Regions from separate parts of the Mus musculus genome. Here regions 1, 2, 3, 4, 5 and 7 are each linked to region 6. The links are chromatin contacts, called in public promoter capture Hi-C maps. All regions are on one chromosome and are shown on one strand. Each heading gives the region's core, a stretch centred on a gene start, on an enhancer-like site or on the middle of the called end of the contact. The rest is flanking DNA. Distances are from core to core; before and after follow the strand shown.

Region 1 (3,146 bases), core at 226-2,725, 1.6 Mb before region 6:
CTCTCATTGCACTGAAAGCTCGTAATTCCAGTTCTAGGACTAGAACTCTAGGGACCACCTGTCTACCTTCGAAACACTGAGATTACAGGTGCACCTGGCTCTGAAGAGGATGCTGGAGATCTGAACTCAGTTTCCCACGCTGGTGATGAGTCATTTCCCCCATAGCCAACCTTCTTATCTGTGTTGTGTTAGCCTGTCCTTTCACTTTGGAATGCCTTTCTCTCTTGTCAATCATCCTTCTTATGGCTTTCCAGTTTTCTTATGCTCTTTAAAACTTTTTCCTTACATTTTGAGTGGGGTGGGACAACTTGCACAAGCTGGCTCTTTCCTTCCACTGTGTGGGTCACAGGGCTCAAACTCAGGAGGTCAGGCTTAGTGGCAAGTACCTTAGCCAGTGAGCCAGCTCACAGGCCTTTCCTCTTCCTCTTCCTCTCCCCTCCCCCCTCTCTCTCTCCTACCCTCCCCTTCCCTTCCCTCCTCTCTCCCTTTTCCCCTTCCCCCTCCCCTTTTCTCCCCTCCCCTTTCCTTCCCTTCTCTCCCTTCCCCTACCCCCTCTCCTAAGAGTCTCAAGTAGCCCAGGCTGGCCTTGAACTCTCCACGTAGCTAAGAATGGCCTTGCATTCCTGATCCTCCTACCTCCACAATTGCTGAGATTACTAGCCTGGGCTACCAAGGCTTATAAGATTCTGTTCTGTGTAGAACTTTATTTAACATTCTCCTAAGTCGCTTACAGTTGCTCTCCCTGCGCCTTTTCTTTACCAGATGAAGAAGCTAGTGATAGAATGATTGCGTATGGTGATGGTTAAAGCCAGAAATACCATTTGGTCAAGTCAGTGTTGGAGCTAAGCTAAGACAGAGACTCTGTCCTCTTCACGCCCAAACCAAACATAATCTTCGTTTATGTCTCTGGGCTCCTCCTCCAGCGCCCACCCAGCCTCTTCTGCTTCTGAGGAGACACACTTTCACAATCCAAAAGAGGGTTCAGCTTCTGCTCTACCTTTTTTTAGGGTTTATATCTAAAGTGCTCATTTCATCCTGTGTAGACTTATGAAGGTTGACTATATATGCGCCTCTCCTTCCAAAAAGAGCCTTGACGCGTAATGCGGGTGATCCCGGAGAGCCTAAGCTTGGGGCCTGGCACTCAACTGATGTAATGTCATGCAAAGAAAGCTTAGAGTCGTTAGTGATGCATGTCGCCTGCTGAAAGAGCTTTCACGGTCTTCTGAACAAAGTAGACGCTCAAAAAGTATGAACTTATGTTCCCTTACTTTTTTTTTTTTTTTTTTTTTTGAACGCCTGGTGGCCTGGGAATGGAAGAGGCATGCGATTCCTCACCTGAGGGCTCAGCAGGGTCCTCAGGTGCTTCAACTGCATGACGTACACCGGTCTCGGATGCTCACTGACCGAGACAACTCCCGTGGTTACCTGGACAACCCGCCAAGCATCGGCGGCGCTAACCGCTGACGCACAGGCAACGTGAGTGCGACATACGTCATAAGGTCACGTAGTGGGTTCGCGACGGAGCGAACAGGACGTGCGCAAGCGCAGTGAGTCCTAAGGCGGGCCCATAAGAGGGGTTGTGGAATTCTCTCCGCGACCAATCCTGTGGCTGCATGCAAACCTAACGCAAACCTCCGCCCACAAGTCTTCGGTCCTCTCCGGATTCTACGTCACCATATCCTTACGTTTTCTTATTGTCCTACCCGGCCAGATGTGCTTTAGTTGCTTAAACTCTGGAGGAGAGCAAGGCAGGTGCTACGAGAGGCAAAAGACAATTCGCGGAGCTGAAATCTTCACGTCATCCCAAAACTTAGGTGACTTGCGGGAGGCCACTCAATACTGACAGATAACAGTGAAAGCTCAAGGATATACTTGGCACTGTGTTTGAATTCAGCAGCGGTACAGACCCATTTTACCCAACAGGAGGCAGATTAAAGGAGTTACTCGCCAAAGTTAAAACAGCTTGTAAAGGGTGGAACCGGCATTTAACCCACAGCTAATAACCTTTTAATTCCCGTAAGAAGGCTCAACTCTCCTCAACTCATTGTCTCCATGCCCAACTTCTCTACTCTGAAACACAGTCTCAGGAAATTATCCAGGATATGGTGGATATATTGGAAGCACTGGCTAGGGAAAGAAAAGGCACCCTGTTTGGTCATTGAGTTCAAGGCAGATTCCTGAAACCCAGATGTCTCTATGGGACAGTGCAGGAGGCAGACCAGAGCTTGGTTCCCCTCCTAGTTTAGAGCTGCATGACACCTGTGGTTGTGATTAGTTAAGCAAAAAAAGATACCATCTTCTTTGGGATCCTTTCAATAATTTTTGTTCTTGTTTCTCCCAAAAGATCAAGAGACAGAATGAAATGCAGAAACGTTAGTCATAGGCCTTCTCTAAATGACCCAAGGTGGGCAAGCCCTATCCCCCCCTAAAAGCATAGCATATGCCCCCCAGGCAAATGCTGGGCCCAAAGCCTTGAGCGCACTGCAGTTGCCAATGGTAACGAGTATTTCTCTTCCTGCCACCACATCCCTCTAGAAAATTAAGAATCAGAAGGGGACAGATTCCCTTTTTTCACAGGTAACAAATAGGTCCCAGAACTCAAATTATACTTTTTTTGATAGGGGCATCCAAACCCCTCAGCTTTATTTCTAGAATCCTCTGGATATGTTAGAGTATAAATATAAACTCATTTATGGATTACAATTATTATTAACTTTGAATGAACAAAGACATAGATGAAAAAGAAAACAAAGACGAGGCACTGGTGTGCCCGGGGTGAGAACACATGGCACCAAGGGCACATTAGTGGTGGCTGCTCTCCTGTCAGCTCCTAAGACAGCTCAGCCCTTCTGACCATTTCCCCAAAGTGAGTGCTGGAGTCAAAAGTGCAGGGAAGGGATTGGTTATATAGCGCAACAGTAGAATATTTGCTTAGTATGCACAAGGTCCTGAACAAAGATAAAAAAAAAATCTACTGGCCCTTTTATATGACATGGCCTGGTTTCTGTTGGTATGAAAACTGTGACTTCTCATTTTCTCTCTTCTCATTCAGCAAAGACAAAGAAGGGAGGCCTTTGGCTTTCATCCCCTCCCCTTTTGTCTTTCCCCGCCCATCTTAGATGAATACATTGTTACACTGACGCAAA
Region 2 (3,237 bases), core at 657-3,156, 1.5 Mb after region 6:
ATGCATCTCCATGGCATTCCCTGCTTAAAAGCCTTCCATGGCTCTCCCAGGTGGTTAGAATAAAACGAAGCTGGTGGTGGCACACACTTTTAGTCCCAGAACATGGAAGGCTGAGAGGCAGGAGGATCTCTGAGTAGTATAGTCTACATATCAAGTTCAAAGCCAGCCAGAAATATACAGTGAGATGCTGTCTGAAAAACTGAAACAAAAGCAAAACCGAAAAACCAAACCAAAAACTCACCCAACCAAGCAAACAAAACAAACACCAAACCAAAAACAACAACAACAAAAAAAACCCTCTTCGGCCTCCTTATAGAAGCTTAGAGATTCTGTGAATTCATTTGCTCTAGAAACAAAGTGTCTTTGTACATACACTTATGTTGGTGCCCAAAGTTATACCTGAGCTAGAATCTGGGCCTTGCCTCTGAAAACTAGAGTGGCTTTGGGCAACATCCTTAGCACCTATAAACCTGTTTCTTATCCATAGACTATGACTAATAGCACCTCTCAGGAGAGTGTATGTGTGAATGGAGATTTGACAGAGAATGACTGCACTGCTGGACAAATGGTCATTCATTCACCTAGCAATTACTGGAGTGCTGCATGCCCAGCCCTGTGCCTGCAAGGGGTTGGGATTATGGTGGAGGCAAGCACTTCTATATCCTGTGCCCTCTAGGATACTAATGACACTTAAAAATTTCAACTCCATGCCAATGTGCCAAGAACAGAAGAAAGCAAAGTGGTTATGGAAGTAGGGAGGCATTCAACTGGACTCCTTAGATGAAATGGAGGGAAGGGGCGGTCCTGACACTGCCCACCTATGGAGTACTGAGGGAGATTTAGCCTGGCATCCTACTACACTTTAATATCAGAGCTATCCAAGACCTGTTTGGGTGAGGGACCTTCATTCTATTGGGAAGTTAGTCATTGAAACGGGGTTCATCACATTGGGCTGCTCAGGTTTGGGGTGAAAAATGGGTCAGAATTGCTGAATTGGGCCAGAATGACTAACTAGGAGGTAATAGGAGATGGTTCAGGAGCGCATGTCTGTATGTCGCAATGCTAATCTCAACAGATAGCACTTGGTTCCACTGATGGAATCAAAAATAGGTATGAACTGCGGGAAACCTTTGGTTTGGGTCCTTGTACCTATAGGCGATAAGCAGGGCGCCAAGGAACAAGGTTTCTAGGTAGTGGTCCAGACTTCTGTCCTGAACTAAAGTCCTCCTGGTATGTGGTGAATGGAAAGTGATGAATAGCATGGGCGATGGCCTGAGGAAGCGCTCCTTTAAGTATGGAGACTTTAAAGAGAAGCGAGGAAGGAGTGAGGCAGGCTCCTGCTTACTGCAGGCCTTGTCAGCGCAGATGCAGTGAATTACCAGTCGGCGGATGCCGGCCCTCTTTCCACTGGCCCTGGCATAGGCCAAGGTCACACAGCGACAGGTGAAAGGGGCACGCTCGAACCTGGACTGGGCCAAAGTCAGCAGGGCCCACTACGAGCAGGGCAAGAGCTTGGGTCTTTGGCAGGAGGCTGTACTAAAGGAACTGAGAGACCGCCAGAGTTGGAACTGCGAGACCCTCTTGGACCCCGCCCGCCTCCAGCTCCGTCCGTGCGCGGACTACAGATTCCACAGGGCCACGCGGCGCCGGACGTCACCCTAGGCACACCCTCTCCCCGCACGACTAACTGCGCGTGGCCCTACGGGAGTCGTGGTCCCGCCCCACACGCCCGGGCGGAGCCGCGGGCGGCTGGAACTACAGCTCCCGGCATGCCTCGCGCGTGGCGTCGGGGGCGGGGTCCCAGGCCAGGGGCGCGCCGCCCGGGAGGGCGGAGTGCGGGGGGCGGCCGCCCGCGCCCCTCCCCCTGCCGCTGCTTCCCCCCTCCCCCGACGTAAACTGGGATCCCTTTCCCCTTGTGTCCGCCATATTGGACTCTTAACTCTGGTCAGCGGCGGCACCGGGCCCGGTGGACTCGCGTCGCTCTCGCCAGCAGCTGCCCCTCAGATCCCGTCCGCCCCGCCCTCCCAGCCCGGGAGGAGACCCCGCGCCGCGCCCCCCGCCCGGCCGGCCGCAGCGCCCGCCGCCGCCTCCGCCTGCCCGCCGCTGCCGCCGCCGCCCGCGGCCCGGCGCCCGCCCGCGCCCCTTCCCCGCCCGCCGTCCTCCGTCCCTCACTCCCGCCATGAGCCCGGCCGACGCTAAGCGCGGAGCCAAGCGCCGGAAGAACAAGCGCGGCGGCGGCGGTGGCTCGGGTGGCGGCGGCTCGGGCGGCAAGGCCGGCTCGGCGGCGGCCCTGCGCGGCCCCCAGGCCCCGGGCCCCGGCGCGGCGGGCCTGCTGGGCGGCGCGGCGGCCCACGGGCCTCTGGGCGCGGGTGCGGGCGGTGCCGCCGGAGGCTACTTCGAGGTAAGCAGCAGGGGTCCGCGGGCGGGAGCGGCCGCCGCCCCCTCACGAGCGGCCGGGCGGGCGCGGCCGGCGGATAACGGGCCGGCGCCTGCCTAGCTGACAGCTCCTCCCGGGCGCGAGCGCGGCGGAGGGAGGGCGGCGCCGGCGGGACCCCCGAGGCACACCGACTGTGGCCTTGAAAAGTGCCCCCTAGAAGTTTCTGGGTACCGCCTGGCGCACCACGGGCGCGGCTGTCTTGCCCTCTGTGCCTGCTGCTGTAAGCTCTCGGGAGCCGCCGGGGTCTCTTTCCTCAGGAGTGTCAGCTGAGGATAGTCGCAAGGGTTGGGGTAACTATTTTTTCAGGTTTACTTACGCAGGCATGCTGTGGATGGACCGCTGTCTCTTTTATTCTGTTTCAGAAGATAGTGCTGGTACGTGGGATGCAGTTGGCATAATCGGTTCTATAGATTGGATTGGCCACCGAATGATTATGGGTTTCTCTCAAGTTGCGTTCTTGTAAGGTTGCTAAAACAAGTTATCTTCTTTTAAAAAGACATCCACAGTGAAGAAACCAAAGCTTTAAGGGGTATTTGTGTGCCAAGTCATGAGGCAGATTTTTTTTTTTTTTAATGAGATTCGGAATATTGTGTTGGCACAGTATGTATTGAGAGCAGTTGAGAAAATTGTTGGGGATGGGCATGGGTTTTGATGCTCATGTTGTTGCAAGAAAGTACAGTAATGGATAAATACTTAAGTTTTCCTTATTTGTTCCCGGTGTTCTCTGCAGTTTTGGTGCAACTTTGGGAGCTTTCTTCGCGGAGTATTGTTACATTTGTTTAGCATCTGGGGTTTGTCCT
Region 3 (2,951 bases), core at 258-2,757, 1.6 Mb before region 6:
GTTAAAGGCATGCACAACCATCATCTGGCTAGTATTTATTACTTTTGTAATCAGGAAACATAAGTGAGGTGGTAAAAATGTAGGCAGCAGTTGGTCATTTTAGGTATACATGAGAAAATAACTGAAAATGAGGTTGCCAAAAGATCCTCTGTGCACATTTGAAATAGTACTGACAGAAAATAATAGGAACTAAAGTAGCATGAACAGATATGTCATGAATGCTTGCCATGGCTCAGGAGTTACAATGGCTTTGGCAGAAAGGCTAATCTGGAGAGGATGAGCACCCTTCTGAGACTAGAACAAACTTTGAAATGGTGTGCTATACATTTTAGGTAAGTGCATCTTTTAATCCAACATCAGAATTCTATTTTGTCTTGACACAGTGTTGTTGCTCTATTGCTTATGCTGACCTTGAACTCACGGCATTAGCCTACTGAGTGATAGGATTACAGGTATGCATTACTATGCTGGGTGAAAAAAAAAGTTTGTTTTTGAGACTATGTAGCCCTGGTTGGCCTTGAATTCACAGAGATCTCTCTGGCATGCTTGTTGAAATTTCAGTTTTTAAAGCAAGCATTTTAAAGTGAAGAGATGAGAAAAAAATGAGTCTCTATAGGATTTCTGTGTGAACCCGTGAACTAGGATTAACTAGTCCCTTTAAGGAGAGTAAAATTGGTGATTGTGACATTCTCAGATTCAGATGATTCATCCTTCTTCCTTGATAATACATGTATAATGGTATTATACATCTCTTAAATTCTGCCTTTAACTTTCTAAGATCAATGGCTTACCCAGAATCTATTGTAATTCTTTACACTCACAGACAATGTAAACTCTTTCCAAATAATACCTTTTCAAAGACAGTTTTGATGGATCTTCTTACTTCGGATTCTATTTTGGACTCATGTCAACTTAAATTTGAGTAACTTTTTTTTTTTGTTTTGTTTTGTTTCTTTTTCGAATTTGCCAACTATCATTGGATAACTTCAATGAGTTCTCCCTTATGTGGGTCGAATCAGGTTATGTCTGGGTAAATAATGTTATGCAAATCAGCAACTATTAGTTTTCATGTTAAGCGATTAAAAAAAAGCTTTCTGAAAATTTGATGACCAGTGCACTGTCTCTTTCCCAAATGGGGAATGTGGGTGGGTTCGTTCCTCAGATTGAAAGGCTGCGTCTTCCGTTCCTTTTGTCTTCTTAGAGGATTAGGACTGTCATGGCGCTTTCAAGAAGAGAGAGAAGGCCTTCCTTTCGTCCGGCAGAATTACTTGGGGGCACCTCGACTGGGAGGAGGATGGACAGAGAGACAAGAAGACAACGCTGGCAGGCAGTCTGCCGGAACCCCGCAAGGGGAGGAGACCCGGCAGTAGACTGCCTTGAGAGCCTCGGTCTGTGGGAACCGCCCCCCGCTGCCCTGTCCAATGGAAACCTGGCGGCGGTGCGGCACCGCCCACTGTTGGTCCGGACGCCGCGAGGGCGGGGCCCGCAGTTCGGTTGCGCTGCGGAGCGCAGCTGTGAGGGAGTCGCTGGGATCCGAGGCCCCGGAACCCGAGCTGGAGCTGAAGCGCAGGCTGCGGGCGCGGAGTCGGGAGGTGAGCTCCGGAGAAAGAGGCCCTGGAGGGAGGGGCTCGCGGAAGGGCGGCAGGATGACCCCGAGCCGCGGGCCGGCAGGACGCGGCCGGCGGGTGCTGTCGGGCGGCCCTGCTTTCTCGGGAGTCAGGCCCGACCTAGCCCGGCCCGTCGCAGCTGAGGGGCCACCTTGGCCCCAGGGCGCCGCCCGCCCTCCTGGTGTCTCCGGCGTGGCCGCGGCGGCCCGGAATTCTGCGGGCGCGGGTCGGGGGGCCCCGGCGTTCTCTTGGAACTCTGGCCGCGAGAGGCGGGGCAGGCGGCGCGGGCGGGGGCGGGGCGGGGGCCCGGGCCCGAGGGCCTGCGGAAGGAAGCGCGGCGTCCGGGCCGGGCCTGCTCGCGGGGCGGCGCGCCGAGCGCGGGGGCGTGGTCTGCGGCCTGACGGCGGGGCAGGGCTGGCCTTTGATGAGGTGGCTGTGGTGCTCGGTCTCCTGGCCGGCCACTGTCTGTCCGCCGCCGCTTCCTTCCAGATACTGGCCGGGCGACCTGTTGGAGTGTTGACAAGCTGAGGGCCTCCTCCCTCCGAGCTTGCATTCTCTCCGACTGAGCAGTTCTGTTGACCTCAGAGGCTTTCTGGGTTTCCTCAGAGCGGCCTGTGGCTGCGAGCTATGCGGGGTGATGTGCAGAGGGCTTTCAACTAATAATGGAAGCCGGGAGAACAACTTTGCGAGATGACAGACAATGCCCTGTAGTGAATGTACTATGCGTCCTCAGGGTAGCTAGAGGCTTCGAGGAGATACCCTCACCGATGCAAATGAGCTTTTCCACAGTGATCCCTGTTAAAACTGCCAGCAGCTCTGAGGCAGAACCCCCAGTGTTGCACACGTTTCTGCATCTCTTGCGGGAGTGCTTGGAGATCTTTAGGCACTGCTCTTATTTTACCTTCTGGGACATGATTGGGAGGGCAATGTGCTTTCTGGATGTTTGTCTCTGATGACAGTTCATCTTTTCTCTAAGTGCCCCGTGGAGGGGCTGCCTGTTTCCTTGGTCCTGTAGTTTTAGATTCCATGGGCTTTGACGTTCCAGAGTATATTCTGTATCTCGCTAGACTTTCACTTATCCGTTCAGATTGGATGCACATTCTGCGAATGTAGCTGAAACAGACTTTATTATTTTCTTAGCTCTTTGATAGGGGACGGAGGAAAAAGTGATCCTTAACTCATCTTTTTTAGTGGTTTATTAAGACATGCACGCAACTAATAGCTGTCTTGGCAGACTGAGGAGGCTTTCAAGGACTTTCCTTAGAAATTAAAGTGGGGAAGTATCCTACCAGATTTCCCCTCCCCCGCCCCCGTCCCGTAGTGTTCTTTGCGTTTACTAGAGCG
Region 4 (3,030 bases), core at 157-2,656, 1.7 Mb after region 6:
ATAGTAGCACAATTTGAGAAGGAATAGGACATGTGGCCTTGTTGGAGGAACTGTGTCACTAGGGATGGGCTTTGAGGTTTCAAAAGCCCGCACCAGGCCTAGTGGACGTCTCTCTGCCAGTGGATCAGGATGTAGCTCTCAGCTACTTCTCCAGCACCAAGCTTGCCTGCAAGCTACCATACTCCCCACCATGATGATAATGGACTGACCCTCTGAAACTGTAAGCCAGCCCTCAATTAAATACTTTCTTTTATAAGAGTTGCCTTAGTCATGGTATCTCTTTAACGCAAATAAGGCAGTGATTAAAACAGCTACACACCCCTTTGGGACTAATATAATAATATTACTAATAATATGAGTACATATTGGAGAAGCTTACTACCAACAGAACCACGTGTTCGAGGCTACCTCAGAACATTATGCCCCACAAGATCCCTGCACTCCAGGATCCCTCACATTCCGCAGAACCCTGTCCCCCACAAAACTTCATGAGTAAGTTTCCCACAGCAGTACCCCTCAAAGTCGAGAGACCCAGGGGGTCTGTCCCAAATTAACCTCTATTACAAGTCCCTCAGAAGTGCTCATAACCTCAGCAGGACGTCAGGACTTGGTACTCCTCAAACAGTCACACCCCTACCACCCTGTTGCTCACCAGAACCCCGAGCCCCAGAGACTCCTGCTCACCTCTGGCATATCCCCTGAGCCTACGAATGAATCCCGAACTGCTCAATACCCTGAACTACCCAGACTCTTACCTTCAGACCCTAATCCAACAGGATTACCTGCGCCTCTGATCCCCACGCCCTTCAGACCCTGAAACCTCAGGACCCACTAGTCTCAGGATCTCGTATCCCTCATAACCCAGCTCCTTTCAAACCCCAGCGCACCCCTAAACCACTATGCTCAGACCTCGAGCTCTTCAGACCCGCACCTCGAGCTTCATATCCTCGCGACCCTCAAGACCTCGCGCATCTCTGGACTCCACGTCACTCGCTCCAACAAGTTCCCCAGGCCGCCTTGCGCAGCAGCTCCCGCCCGCCCCGCACCTGCCGCAGCTGGGTCTCCGAAGCGCCTTCCTCCTGTCGTCGCAGCTGCTCACGGAAGCGCTCCACCTGATCCAGAAGTGCGTCCACGAGTGACGGCGCCGTGTGCCCTTCCAGAGCCGCGAGGCGGGTGCGGAGGCTCGCGATGAGGGCGTCACGCGCGGCCAGCTGATCCTTCAGGCGCTGTAGTTGCTGGCCGGCCTCGTGGTACAGGCCACAGAGCGCTGCGGCCGCACGCGGGGCCCCGTCCTGTCTACCAGACCTTGGGTCCCCAGACGACATGGCTGTAGGCCTTCCGTGGGGACTTGGGCGTCTCCAACTTCTCCACACAGGGGGAGCGAAAACCAGCCTTCCCGGAACGTTTCCCGCCCCGCCCACTCCCAGAGCCTAATCCGCCCCCGCCCACAGCTGGCTCCGCCTCGTCCATGGCCCGGAGTCTGACTCCGCCCCGCCTACAGCTGGCTCCGCCTCTCCCACTGCCGGGAGTCTGACTCCGTCCCCTCCCACAGCTGGTCCCTCCTACTCTATGATCTCACTTTCTCTTGACACACCAGCTCCATTCTAGGTGCTGTCTGCTCTATTCCCTGCGTCTGAGGAATTTTCCTGGAGTCAGACCCCATCTGCGACCAGGGTTTGGGGTTAGGTATCCTCTGGTACAGCAGCTGAAGAAAAGCAAATAAATCAAAGGACTTCAAACATGGGACGTAGAGTGTGGTCAGGTTTCATTGGCTGGGCTCCTTCCTCTTCCGGGACTTGACATGCGTTTCTTCATAGAGGGACACTGACCCAGAAAGGTGTTCCCATCCAGAGTACATGATGGAGCCCAGAGCCAGCCACCAAACCCCAGCATGCCCCTAAATTCGCGTTAGGATGGCCTTAGCGCTAGAAGCTGTTCTAGCAGAAGACAAGAGGGTGCCCACCCTTTCCTTCCCACAGTTTCCATATGAACACTGTTTTTCCACTGGGAAGTCTCTCCTCCGTGAGAATCTTTCAATGGCTCATTGCTAAGATCTCATGGAGGTCCCCTCCCTATGTGAGGATGTGTGTCTCCTTTTCTGCTCAGTCTTCTACTCTCAATACCCTGTCTGCTCACAGGCAAGCTCTGGTTGAGCCTGCAGGAACACACTCACTTGCAAGTATAAAACTATAAGCAAAGCCAGACCTCGCCAAGAATGTATGGGATGGATACTGGGAGTCACAGACCTGGCTCACTTATGTTCAGTTCCTTCTTAGCCCTTCCAGCCCAAAACTTCTGCTCAGAAAAGATGGGTCACAGTTGCTTCCTTCCCTACCTGGTAGGGGTGTTGTGGAACTAGAGAATGAGTGCGTATTTCTTTTCTATTAGTGTGACAAAATGCCAGGACCAAGGCAGCGTATAGAAGAAGCATTACTTGGGATAAAGGGTCAGATGTTTAAAGCTGATAGCTCACATCTTGATTACAAATCAGGAAGCAGAGGGCAAGCTGAAACCTCAGAATCTCTCTGCCCATAATGGCACAGCTCTTCCAACAGGCCATACTTTGAAATCCTTTCTAACCTTACATGAGTCACCAACTGGGGACCAAGTATCCAAACATGAGTCTATGGGAGCTGTTCTCATCCAAACTTCCATGATTAAATGATTGTCCAGCACAGTCATTGCTATGGTCATGCAGGGTCATCTTGATTGACTGAGGCAGTTGTGGGATGAAGGGGAAGTGGGTGTGGGAGTGGATATCACACAGAAGAACCCTGGCCCAGAGCTGATATGTGGCTTTAACTCTTCACTACTATTCCTGTGTGTAGCCTAGTAGACCACTCAAGTGCTTTTGAGCCTGGTTGTGAAGTGCAAAATATGAATCAAACAACAAAGACATTTATTCAAATGCTTCTGGGCCACATGTGTTTGGAGTTCAAAAGCTTTGATTTTATGTAGTTGCACATAATTGAGATAACCATCCTCTAAAAAGGTCTACTCTTGGAAGGCAGTGGTAGCACGTGCTTTTAA
Region 5 (2,802 bases), core at 181-2,680, 1.7 Mb before region 6:
GAGTTCCAAACTCTCACTTCTCACATGTAGCCCCACTTACCCTGCCTCATCCTTGATTTGGTCCTACCTCTGAGCCTAATTACTAACACCAGGGTTGACATGTCATTTTTAACAAATGGAAAATATCATGAGCTTGAAGTAGGGTGCAGGCTGACGTGAAGCAACGTTAATTCTTGAGACAAGAAAAAAATATAAAGATCCCAAGATCTTTTTTGTAAGCTCTGGTTTAGTAAGGCTCCTTTTTATATAAGGCTGGTTATGAAATGAAAGCCTTCTCAAGCAGGCACAATTTAGAGGAAGTGGAAACAATGTAGTGCAAATTACACAGAAAGGGCAGATTCGTTTATATGGTTTTTCTCTGACTTTAAAAAATACCCCAAAAATAAATGAGAGACTTAAGGATAGAAACTGAAACCTCAGTACAAAAAGGATCTGCTGCTACTGGTCAAAAAGGAGTTTTAAGAGTAGCTTATTTACATAATTCCCTTGCATGAACCTCTTGAGGTGCGCATAAGAACTGGGGCTACCCACCCCTGTATTCACACCACCTTTAGCCCGAACCCGAACTTCACCTCAGCAAAATGATGCTGCTGAGGGACCTTTAGGGAGTTCTAGGTTGTAGAAAGTGGTGTTCGGGTCGCTGGCACCGCCTTCTAAAGGGCTTGAGTTACCAATTGCCACTAATCCTAAACCACGACCCTTAAACACACCTTCAGAGTCTCTCTCAAAGCCCATGAGCTGGTCGTTGTGGCCGTCACCTTCATCCTCTTCCTCTTCCTCTTCAAACTCCAGATCTTGGCCTAGTAGCAAATCGCTCTCCAACACCAGGGCCCCAGGACCTTCGTCGAAGGAATCTTCAGTATCCACTAAAGAGGGGAGGGTGCTTGTGGAATCTCCCTCCCAAGCAGTACCCATAATCCGAACCAAGGAGCCAGCTGTTGTGAACTGCACTTCCCGTACTCGATGACCCTCAGGTTCCTTTAATACTCTGGTAAGGAGCGAAGATCCCAGATCATCCGCCCCTAACCCTCAGGAGTCCCCCTCCACCCTGACCTGAGCCCACTCTACTGACCCCACCCCTGTTCCTCCCGGCTCAAGGCCCCTGACCCCTGACCTTTGACCCCCTCGCATTTCACGGGCTGTGGATGGCTTTGCTTCCTTCGGGGCATCGTGACCGGCTCCAGCCCGACGCGCCTCCGGCCCGAGGCCTCCCGGCCCCGCCCCTCCCAGTTCGGCCCTGCCGTCGGTCCTTGCTCTTAGGATCCACGAACCGCCCCCATACACCGGTGCGGGCCCTGGGCAGCCCCTGGCCCCGGCCCCGGAATCCAGCTCAGGTCGCTCCCGCCGCCGCCGCCGCTTCCATTCATGGAGCCCCCTACCCCCCTCCGAAGACCAGCTGGTACCTCCGTACCCGCTTCCGCTTCCGCCACCGCAGAGCAACACGGGATGCGTAGTTCATGGGCTGTACAACCGGAGCGCAGTCGCAGCATGACCAGGAAGTGATTGTGATGCGCTGCTAGCCAACCAATCAGAAGCTGGACGCGTAACCCAACCAGCCAACCAGGAAGGTGGTACCCTGCCCCCTCCATATACGAACTAGGAAGTCGTGCCTGAAGGCGAACAGCGCAGGATGGCCTCCAGCGGGCTGCTTACTCAGGAGTTAAGACTCCCAGCTCCTGCTCCACATTCACTGCCCCCTCTCCAGAGGCTCGGGACACACACAAGCATGCAGCAACAGCCGCCCACCACATATGGGGCCAGGGTAGGAGAGTAAAGCAGGACACTATGAGCACGATTAGCTTTTGTTTGGCCTTTAGTCTGAAAAAGTGTTGCTTGAAAGTGTACAACAGAGAGCGGGTGCAAGCGGCTAGGGGTCACAGAGCCGCCAATAAAAAAGAATGTCCTTAAATAAAGTGTTCACAGAGTAAAAATCAGAACTACCAGTCCTTCCCTCCAACACAACAGAGCACAGGCACAGAACCGATAGTCGATGAGCCCAAGGAGAGTAAGGAGGCTTAAGAGGACAGCAGAGCCTCCCAGGCTGCCGCGTGGGGGGGGTGGGGGGCCCTCTTTGTAATGGGCTGAGGAAAGCCACCCAGCCCCCTGCACACCTCATACCCACTGCTAAGGCTAAAGGACAAGGACAAAACTCAGTCTCGGGTCCAAGGGCTCAGAAAACAGTCCACATGGGCAGGGTCCGGTTGACCACTAGTCCCTCTTGGCCTTCTTTTTGTCACTGTTGCCGGTGTCTTCAGCCCCCTCCGTGGACAGTGCCTCCTCCAGTTTCCTCTTGCCACTCTCTGCCTGAAGCTCTACTGTGTTTCGGGGCTTGAAGCAAATGATGATGCACGTCATGTTGTCACACCCTGTACCATCCCCAGAAGTGTCTGGCGCCAGGCACTGATCCAGCAGCTACAAAAAGGTTAAGGCAGTTTAGCCATGGGGTTTGAACCAAAGTACCACAAGAAGGCTTGTCCTTGCTAATACAAGAAGGCAGGACAGAAGGAATGGGCAAGTTATCACAAAGAAGAAACCTGTGAATTTCTGAGGCCCAAGGCTACATCAGGGAAATGAGGAAAGAGCCACCTTTTTAATCAAAGTCATCTAGTGTGTACAGTGATTCTACTCCCAGCCTCTGCTCACATCTCAAGAGATGTGTCTGTGTAAACCAGGCGCCTGCCTCCCAACTTTAGACTCACCTCTTCCACAATGGATGACAATAACCGAAGCTCCCCGTTTTCATCACGTTGACTGATCTTTGATTGAATAAAGTCTACAACCTCCTGGCTGCTCATCACATTC
Region 6 (3,173 bases), core at 292-2,791:
CAGATATCACTTAATAGAATAATTTGCTGACTCTACAGATGTAAAAACAACTGTCAAAGACATGGCTTGGCTAGTCTAAAGAACTTTGCGAAGCTCTGAGTTTGATCCCAGAACGTCTGGCATCCTCCTTTATTGAAGGAACACGGTTAGGGTGTGTTTCCTGAAAGTTGCTTTTGCTAACAGGGTGGAGGGTGTAGCTGACTGAACTAGCAAGTGGGTCTCATAGCACTCACAGGACAGATTCCCCTGTGTATAGATAGCATCTTGCTATTTGTCTCTGCTCTTTAAGTCATTTAGGATGTGGTGCAGACTCTGAGATCCTCCAATGGACAAGAGAATCTACCTTTCCCACCTCCATTTTTTGAGACATGAGGAATAATTCATCTTTAGATAAGGAGGTTTTTGGCTTTGTTTGTTTGTTTTGGCCTACAAGGTGGGAACAGGTCAGGCCTTCTAGCAGGTTCTTCTTCCCATGAATCCTTACTCTGTAATGAGGCTAACACACAACTTACAGTTTTGTTTTGTTTTTGTTTTTTTGGTTTTTTTTTTTTTTTTTTTTTTTTTTGGTTTTCTGAGATAGGGTTTCTCTGTGTAGCCCTGGCTGTTCTGGAACTCACTTTGTAGACCAGGCTGTCCTCGAACTCAGAAATCCGCCTGCCTCTGCCTCCTGAGTGCTGGGATTAAAGGCGTGTGCCACCACGCAATTTACTCTGGTTGGATGATTTATGCCCCATCTAAGGAAACTACTGGGCCTTCTGCCATGCGAGCCTATTGTAGATTTAACCCATTGTACTCGGGCATTCAATGTTTTGAATATTTTTTTTAATCAAACAAACTTTAAGTTTACTGTACACTTGTTTTGACTTATGTACATTAGGTTTAATTTTGACAACAAAAGAGTATATAATGGGTAATGTAAATTGGTTTCTCCTTCCAAGCTTGTCTCTGTACATGTTACATTTGTACTTATCATTAACTTGTACTTCTTAATTATATTTAACAGTTTTCAATAAGTTAGTAACTCGCTCATGAATTATACACACCCCCGTTTTCTTGCTACATAGCCCAAGAACTCTAGGGAATGTTCAGCACTCTTGTCTCTACAGAACCTGGATTAGGAGGGGGAGCCACCACCCGCAGAGACTTTTGCACTTCTCAATAGCCCTCTGGACCAGGTTTAGTTATTAACTTCGTCAAACACATGGAAACAGCTCCGCGAGGTAAGAGTCGACTCTCTCGAGTTTCTCCTATTACGAAATCACTTCGCTCTTCTGAAACGAAGGTCTTGGCTGTGGCTCTATTTTCAAATTTTCCATGCAAAGCGGGCAGCCCTGTAGACGGTGGCGGGAAACGCCAACGGGAACTCGGTTTGAAGTCGGACTCAACGCCACGCCCCCAGCCTCCCCCCCGCCCCGCCCCCCCCACCTCCCCGCAGCCCCGGAGGAGGAAGTGGCGCGGCCACCGAGACGAGGCGGAGGCTGGGCTAGAGCGGCCAAGCCGGCTGAGCAGGGACTGGCGAGGGGCGGGGACTCGGGGCGGAGCCTCGGGAGCGGCGCGGGCTCAGGTGAGCGCTCTTCGGTGGTGCTGTCTGTCTGGTTCCTAGAGCCCTGGTGCGGAAGCTGCGCGAACTGTGGGGGCTCAGGTGGGATATCCTGAGGAGGTCCTGGGGAGATCTGTCCGGAATCTGGCCTCGGGCCGGGCCTGAGGCGCGCAGGGGCTCTGGAAGTGGGGGGGTTGGGGGGGGGAGTCGAGCGCCAACCTCGGGCTGAGACTTGAGGGGCTTGAAGGAAGGGTCCCTGAGCCAGGTTCGAGGCCCGACTCTTCTTGCAGTTCCCCGTGTGACCTTGGACCAGTCTTTCTCTCACCAAGCTTCCCGGACCGCAGCGGTGAAATGGAGGCAGGACGGTCCGCTGAGAGTTGGTACCAGTAGAGGGGTCGGCAAGGAAACCGCAGCCTTCCTCAGTTCTCTTTTCCCCAGGACATTGTTAGTGGACCGCGAGTCATGGGAGTGCATAACAGTTCGAGTGACCTTGGGCGAATCCCTTGTTTTGACGTTCCTCTACTTATGTGATGGACTAACCTCTTCGAATATCCCTGTACTATTTTGGTGTTCCTGATGCAGACAAAAACAAGGTAGTGCCCCTCTCACCACAAGCCTCCCTTTTAGGTATGCGGTAGAGAAAATAGCTTTAGAGGATGGACGAGATCTGAGCCCAAGTTCCCTTTAATTTTTAAAGCACACTTCTATTTGTTTGTCTCTCTTGGTAATTGGAGGAGCGATATAATGCAAGGGTTGGCACGCCTTTCAGCCGAACAACCACCAGTACCTTCAAGGTCTAAAATTAAAGAGCAAATTTAGGAAGCCTGACATCCTCGATGTTTTTATTTGTGTTTCAGTAGCAGGAAAGCAAGATGACTTCCCTGCTCCAAGATTGGAACAGCTGAAGAAATCACAAGACAAAATGAGAACCACAAAGGTCTACAAACTTGTCATCCACAAGAAGGGCTTTGGGGGCAGTGGTCAGTATTGATTGATATTTGGGGATTGTGTAAGTTGGCTGAAGTTATGATGTGCCTTAAAAATTACCCATATCACAAGGGAGACTGGACAGGTAAGAGTGGAGCAGTATCAGAGATCAGGGATGGTTGGAAATGAGAGCACAGGATCTTTTTGAAAAGCATTCTTCACATTCAGAGTTTGTTGGGTTGTATTTTGAATCCAGGTTTTACCATGTTTCCAAGGCTCATTTAGAACTCATTGTGTAGCCCAAGCTGGCTTTGAACCCATTATCCTCCTGCCTGTGTATCTGGAAATACTCTACCACACCTGAGTTAATTTTCCTCCTGCTTTTGTTTGTTTTGTTTTTGTTTTTCTTCTGTGTAGTGAGTGCTTGGCCACAAGTTTACTAGAAAAGGACTCTATGGACTGCATCCAAGTCCTTCCTCCTGGTTTTTTTTTTTTTTTTTTTTTTTTAATGTTCTTTACTTCAGAAATCAGAATTACTGACAAAGTGAGCTGGTTTGGTTTGGTTTTTGAGACAGAGTCTTAGAGCTCATACTGGCTTTGAACTCAGTATGCACTGGAGGCTGATCTTGAGTTACTGCCCTTCCTTCCGTCCTTCATACCCAAGTGTTGGGATTTCAGGCATGTGCTCCCACGTTGTTCTCCGTGG
Region 7 (3,106 bases), core at 579-3,078, 1.7 Mb before region 6:
TTAATCCCAGAACTTGAGAGGCAGAGGCAGGCAGATTTCTGAGTTCGAGGCCAGCCTGGTCTACAGAATGAGTTCCAGGACAGCCAGGGCTACACAAGAAACCCTGTCTTGAAAAACCAAAAGAGAAAGTTTGTAAGATAAAGATAAGAAAGTAAGTTAAGTAAGTTTGTAAGATCTTGCCTTCCTGGTTTACTACACTATTCGAACTCGATGCATGAATCAGTATATAACTTTTTTCAGTGAGTGACTCAACATACAAAAAAAAAATCCTTTTAAAAATTCACTTCTGAGGGAGGGTGTGGGGGACTTTTGGGATAGCATTGGAAATGTAATTGAGGAAAATACGTAATAAAAAAAATACAAAAAAAAAAAAGAAAAAATTCACTTCTAGTAAAAGGCAGTGGCAGTGAATGGTAGAATTCCTATTTAGGATCTGACAATACAAATTTTAAACAGTAAAGGAAGAAATGTTCAGTAAATTCTAACTAGGATTTTTATATCCCATACTGTCTGATTTCCTTGCTGCTTCAGGTTGCTAACCTGACTACTTTGGCAAAAGAAAAACAATTAGATAATACTTCATCTTAAACACGGACTCACTTCACATACACTGTTTAATACACTGGTTCCCAAAGTATTCCTATCATGCAACTGGTGATTTATCAGATAATTTTACTGGTCCAAAAACAAACATATTATTTGTACAAAAACCTGCAACTCACGTTTTCAGTTGATACTGCTAGAAACTAAAGAGTGTAAATCTGAATAGAACAACTTAAAACTATTAGGAAAAATGGCACTGCAGTTGATAGCGGTAAGCGGTAAAAGGTAACGTAAGCAAAGGTTAATTTGAATTTATGTAACAATCAATGTACCTCCAAGGGCAAAAAGACCTGGTTATGTCCTAAACCTGCCCAGAAAAGTGAATTACCTCCTGTGGGGGTGAAGTCGCCATCTCTGTCTTGTCCAAAAGACGGCAAACTTGCCGCGGGATAAAAGGACCAGTATAAGGAAACATAACTGGCCCTTGGCTGCGCCAATGGGGTTGCAGCGCGCGGGGCACAACCCCCGGGGTTAGAGCCACTTGGAGGAAAAGGCTGAGACACAGTAAGAGGGAATGAGCACAAGAGGACTGACTGCAATCAGACAGAGACACCACCACCTGCCATTCCCCAATCCTGGCCGTGGGGGCAGCTTTCGAGCCCCAGGCGAGCCCTGATTTCCCTAAGCCTTAAGATAACTGCAGGTTCACCCAAGTCCGAAGGCCCAACGTAACGAGTTCAACGTAAGCAGTGCAGAAACCTGAGTCCAGTTTACCGCGCTACATACACCGAATTGGGGAAGAAGGTAAGACCGGCTGGCAGAGATGGGGGATGCTCAGTGGCCCCAGTGGGGACGGAGGAGAGAGCTCGACGGTTCTCGGGAGAAGCGCAAAGGCTAGGAGGCGCGCTGTCTTGCGCGGGAGTAAGACGGGAATCGGGAATCGGTTCCCATTGCCTTAGCGCTACGGCAAAAGAATGGGAGGAGTAATTTTGGGTCCCCCGCACACCCCGTTGCGGTACACTCACCCGCGCCAAAGTCCTTCCGGAAGTCCAAGTTCGAAGATGGCGCCGCCTGTCGGGTCGCGGTTTTATGACGAAATCTTGATCGGCTCTTCCTTGCCCCGCCCCCGAGACAAGGTAAACGCAAGCTTGGTCTGGAACGCGTTTCCTGCCGAGCTTTCTTTTAAACTCTGTGTTCCATAATGCAGCGCGGCGCGGCACTGAGCCCTCCGACGCCCGCGAGCTGGAGCGTGGCTTCCGCGGCCCTAGGACACTGCAGGGCCTTCTGGGAATTTCAGCGACCGGAAGGGGAGGTCGGCGCCTGCGCGGCACCGCAGCTCCACCAGCAGCCTTGTGGAAAAGCATTGAAGAGGAAAGTGTCGCGCTTCTGCTGTCGCCGAGCGTTCCGACCTGCCTTTCCACCCAGGTTGCTGGCTTTGTGGAGAAAAGAGCCTGACCACACCTGATTCTTAACTACAGTCCCGAGCTTCGACGGACTAGGAGACAATCCCTCGCCCCCAGAGATCTCCTGATTTTCTGCTGCCAGTGAATGAGCCAAGACAGGAAGAAAATAAAGAGGAGGGCTTGGAAAGAGGCCAAGGGAAGAAAAGAGCGGGGGGAGCCTAGCCTGGGTGGGTAGGCTGCGCTTTTAAAGAGAGCATCAACCCAGGCCTCACGCCACTCCCTCACTGGGAAGTGGCCTCCGAGCAACAAGGTTTTCAGCCTTTTAAAACCATGTAGCTTTCACAGATCTGCCTTTACCCAGGAGGAGGGCGAATTAAAATGAACCGGAAGAGGTGAAATATGGCAGCTTTCCCCTTTCTAAATAGTCTTGTTCAATTATTCCCTTGGTTAAATCTTTACAAAGAGTAATGGTGCACGCTTATAATCCCAGCACTCCGGAGATGGAGTCAGGAGGATTAGCAGTTCAACGTGATCCATGACTACTTGGAAATTGGAAATCAGCCTGTACTATATTAGACCATGTCTCAGAAAAATGAGAAAGGGAGAAAACAATGGGGCACGTCAACTCCCAGACTAGGTACTCAAGGCTGAAGCAGGAAGATCTCTTGAGCTCAGGAATTCAGGTTCTACCAGGGTAATCCTGTATCCTACCAATTAAAAAAGGAAAAAGGGATTTAGCCAAAATCTGAAAGGAAAGAAAGAGAACACCCAGTTCTCCGACATCCTCTTATGCTCAAATGACAGCATTTTGAATGGCTGTCTTCCTCTTTTAGATAATAGCTCCTAAACATTTTATAGGGAGTAACAGATTTAGTGCTTTGATGAACAACATCTCTTAAAATCCTGCCTCTGGTTAAGTTCTCTTTGGTTTTATCACACAAAAAAATTTTTTTAAAATAACTTTGATTTTGGAAAAAGATTCTCAAAGTTTAAGATACAACAAGTGAAAGCTCTTTTCTTTCTTTTTTAAGATTTATTATTATATCTAAGTACACTGTAGCTGACTTCAGACTCACCAGAATCATTACGGATGGTTGTGAGCCACCACGTGGTTGCTGGGAATTGATCTCAGGACCTTCAGAAGAGCAGTCAGTGCTCTT

The links. Promoter capture Hi-C pulls out the DNA fragments that hold promoters and counts their contacts.
Region 1: a contact with region 6 is called in a promoter capture Hi-C map of liver, with 6 times the contacts expected there. The contact joins the promoter of Ift172 here to the promoter of Depdc5 in region 6. A contact is called at or near these places in 5 of 39 promoter capture datasets (the C10 cell line, hippocampal neurons, liver and 1 more), 2 of 115 datasets of contacts at active chromatin or transcription factors (astrocytes and embryonic forebrain) and 2 of 9 other capture datasets (adipose tissue and liver).
Region 2: a contact with region 6 is called in a promoter capture Hi-C map of liver, with 4 times the contacts expected there. The contact joins the promoter of Fam193a here to the promoter of Depdc5 in region 6. A contact is called at or near these places in 3 of 39 promoter capture datasets (liver and pre-B cells).
Region 3: a contact with region 6 is called in a promoter capture Hi-C map of pre-B cells, with 2.9 times the contacts expected there. The contact joins the promoter of Nrbp1 here to the promoter of Depdc5 in region 6. A contact is called at or near these places in 9 of 39 promoter capture datasets (3T3-L1-derived adipocytes, the C10 cell line, cranial neural crest and 6 more), 1 of 484 Hi-C or Micro-C datasets (muscle stem cells), 3 of 115 datasets of contacts at active chromatin or transcription factors (astrocytes, pancreatic cancer cells and stem cell-derived neural progenitor cells) and 1 of 9 other capture datasets (liver).
Region 4: a contact with region 6 is called in a promoter capture Hi-C map of liver, with 5 times the contacts expected there. The contact joins the promoter of Tnip2 here to the promoter of Depdc5 in region 6. A contact is called at or near these places in 4 of 39 promoter capture datasets (liver, neutrophils and pre-B cells) and 1 of 484 Hi-C or Micro-C datasets (B cells).
Region 5: a promoter capture Hi-C map of pre-B cells shows a contact between it and region 6, with 4 times the contacts expected there. The contact joins the promoter of Zfp513 here to the promoter of Depdc5 in region 6. A contact is called at or near these places in 11 of 39 promoter capture datasets (3T3-L1-derived adipocytes, embryonic stem cells, frontonasal cranial neural crest and 6 more), 2 of 115 datasets of contacts at active chromatin or transcription factors (astrocytes and embryonic stem cells) and 4 of 9 other capture datasets (adipose tissue, embryonic stem cells, liver and 1 more).
Region 7: a promoter capture Hi-C map of pre-B cells shows a contact between it and region 6, with 5 times the contacts expected there. The contact joins the promoter of Gtf3c2 here to the promoter of Depdc5 in region 6. A contact is called at or near these places in 12 of 39 promoter capture datasets (3T3-L1-derived adipocytes, the C10 cell line, the HPC-7 cell line and 7 more), 1 of 484 Hi-C or Micro-C datasets (CD4 T cells), 4 of 115 datasets of contacts at active chromatin or transcription factors (astrocytes, cardiomyocytes, embryonic forebrain and 1 more) and 4 of 9 other capture datasets (adipose tissue, embryonic stem cells, liver and 1 more).

What each region holds. Positions count from the first base shown.
Region 1 is chr5:31,289,639-31,292,784 of GRCm38.p6, forward strand. It overlaps Ift172 (intraflagellar transport 172), which reads right to left and starts at 1,476. Exons shown (of 48, transcript NM_026298.5): 1 at 1,336-1,476. The coding sequence starts at 1,374. It overlaps Fndc4 (fibronectin type III domain containing 4), which reads right to left. Exons shown (of 7, transcript NM_022424.6): 7 at 2,604-3,146.
Region 2 is chr5:34,368,027-34,371,263 of GRCm38.p6, forward strand. Fam193a (family with sequence homology 193, member A) reads left to right here and starts at 1,907. Exons shown (of 21, transcript NM_001243123.1): 1 at 1,907-2,401. The coding sequence starts at 2,180.
Region 3 is chr5:31,239,411-31,242,361 of GRCm38.p6, forward strand. It overlaps Nrbp1 (nuclear receptor binding protein 1), which reads left to right and starts at 1,508. Exons shown (of 18, transcript NM_147201.2): 1 at 1,508-1,592.
Region 4 is chr5:34,512,573-34,515,602 of GRCm38.p6, forward strand. Tnip2 (TNFAIP3 interacting protein 2) reads right to left here and starts at 1,407. Exons shown (of 6, transcript NM_139064.2): 1 at 1,047-1,407. The coding sequence starts at 1,325.
Region 5 is chr5:31,200,873-31,203,674 of GRCm38.p6, forward strand. Zfp513 (zinc finger protein 513) reads right to left here and starts at 1,431. Exons shown (of 4, transcript NM_175311.4): 1 at 1,115-1,431; 2 at 711-866. The coding sequence starts at 1,169. Ppm1g (protein phosphatase 1G (formerly 2C), magnesium-dependent, gamma isoform) reads right to left here. Exons shown (of 10, transcript NM_008014.3): 9 at 2,700-2,802; 10 at 1,796-2,412. The coding sequence ends at 2,209.
Region 6 is chr5:32,862,180-32,865,352 of GRCm38.p6, forward strand. It overlaps Depdc5 (DEP domain containing 5), which reads left to right and starts at 1,542. Exons shown (of 43, transcript NM_001170567.1): 1 at 1,542-1,642; 2 at 2,398-2,520. The coding sequence starts at 2,463.
Region 7 is chr5:31,178,316-31,181,421 of GRCm38.p6, forward strand. Gtf3c2 (general transcription factor IIIC, polypeptide 2, beta) reads right to left here and starts at 1,829. Exons shown (of 19, transcript NM_027901.2): 1 at 1,569-1,829.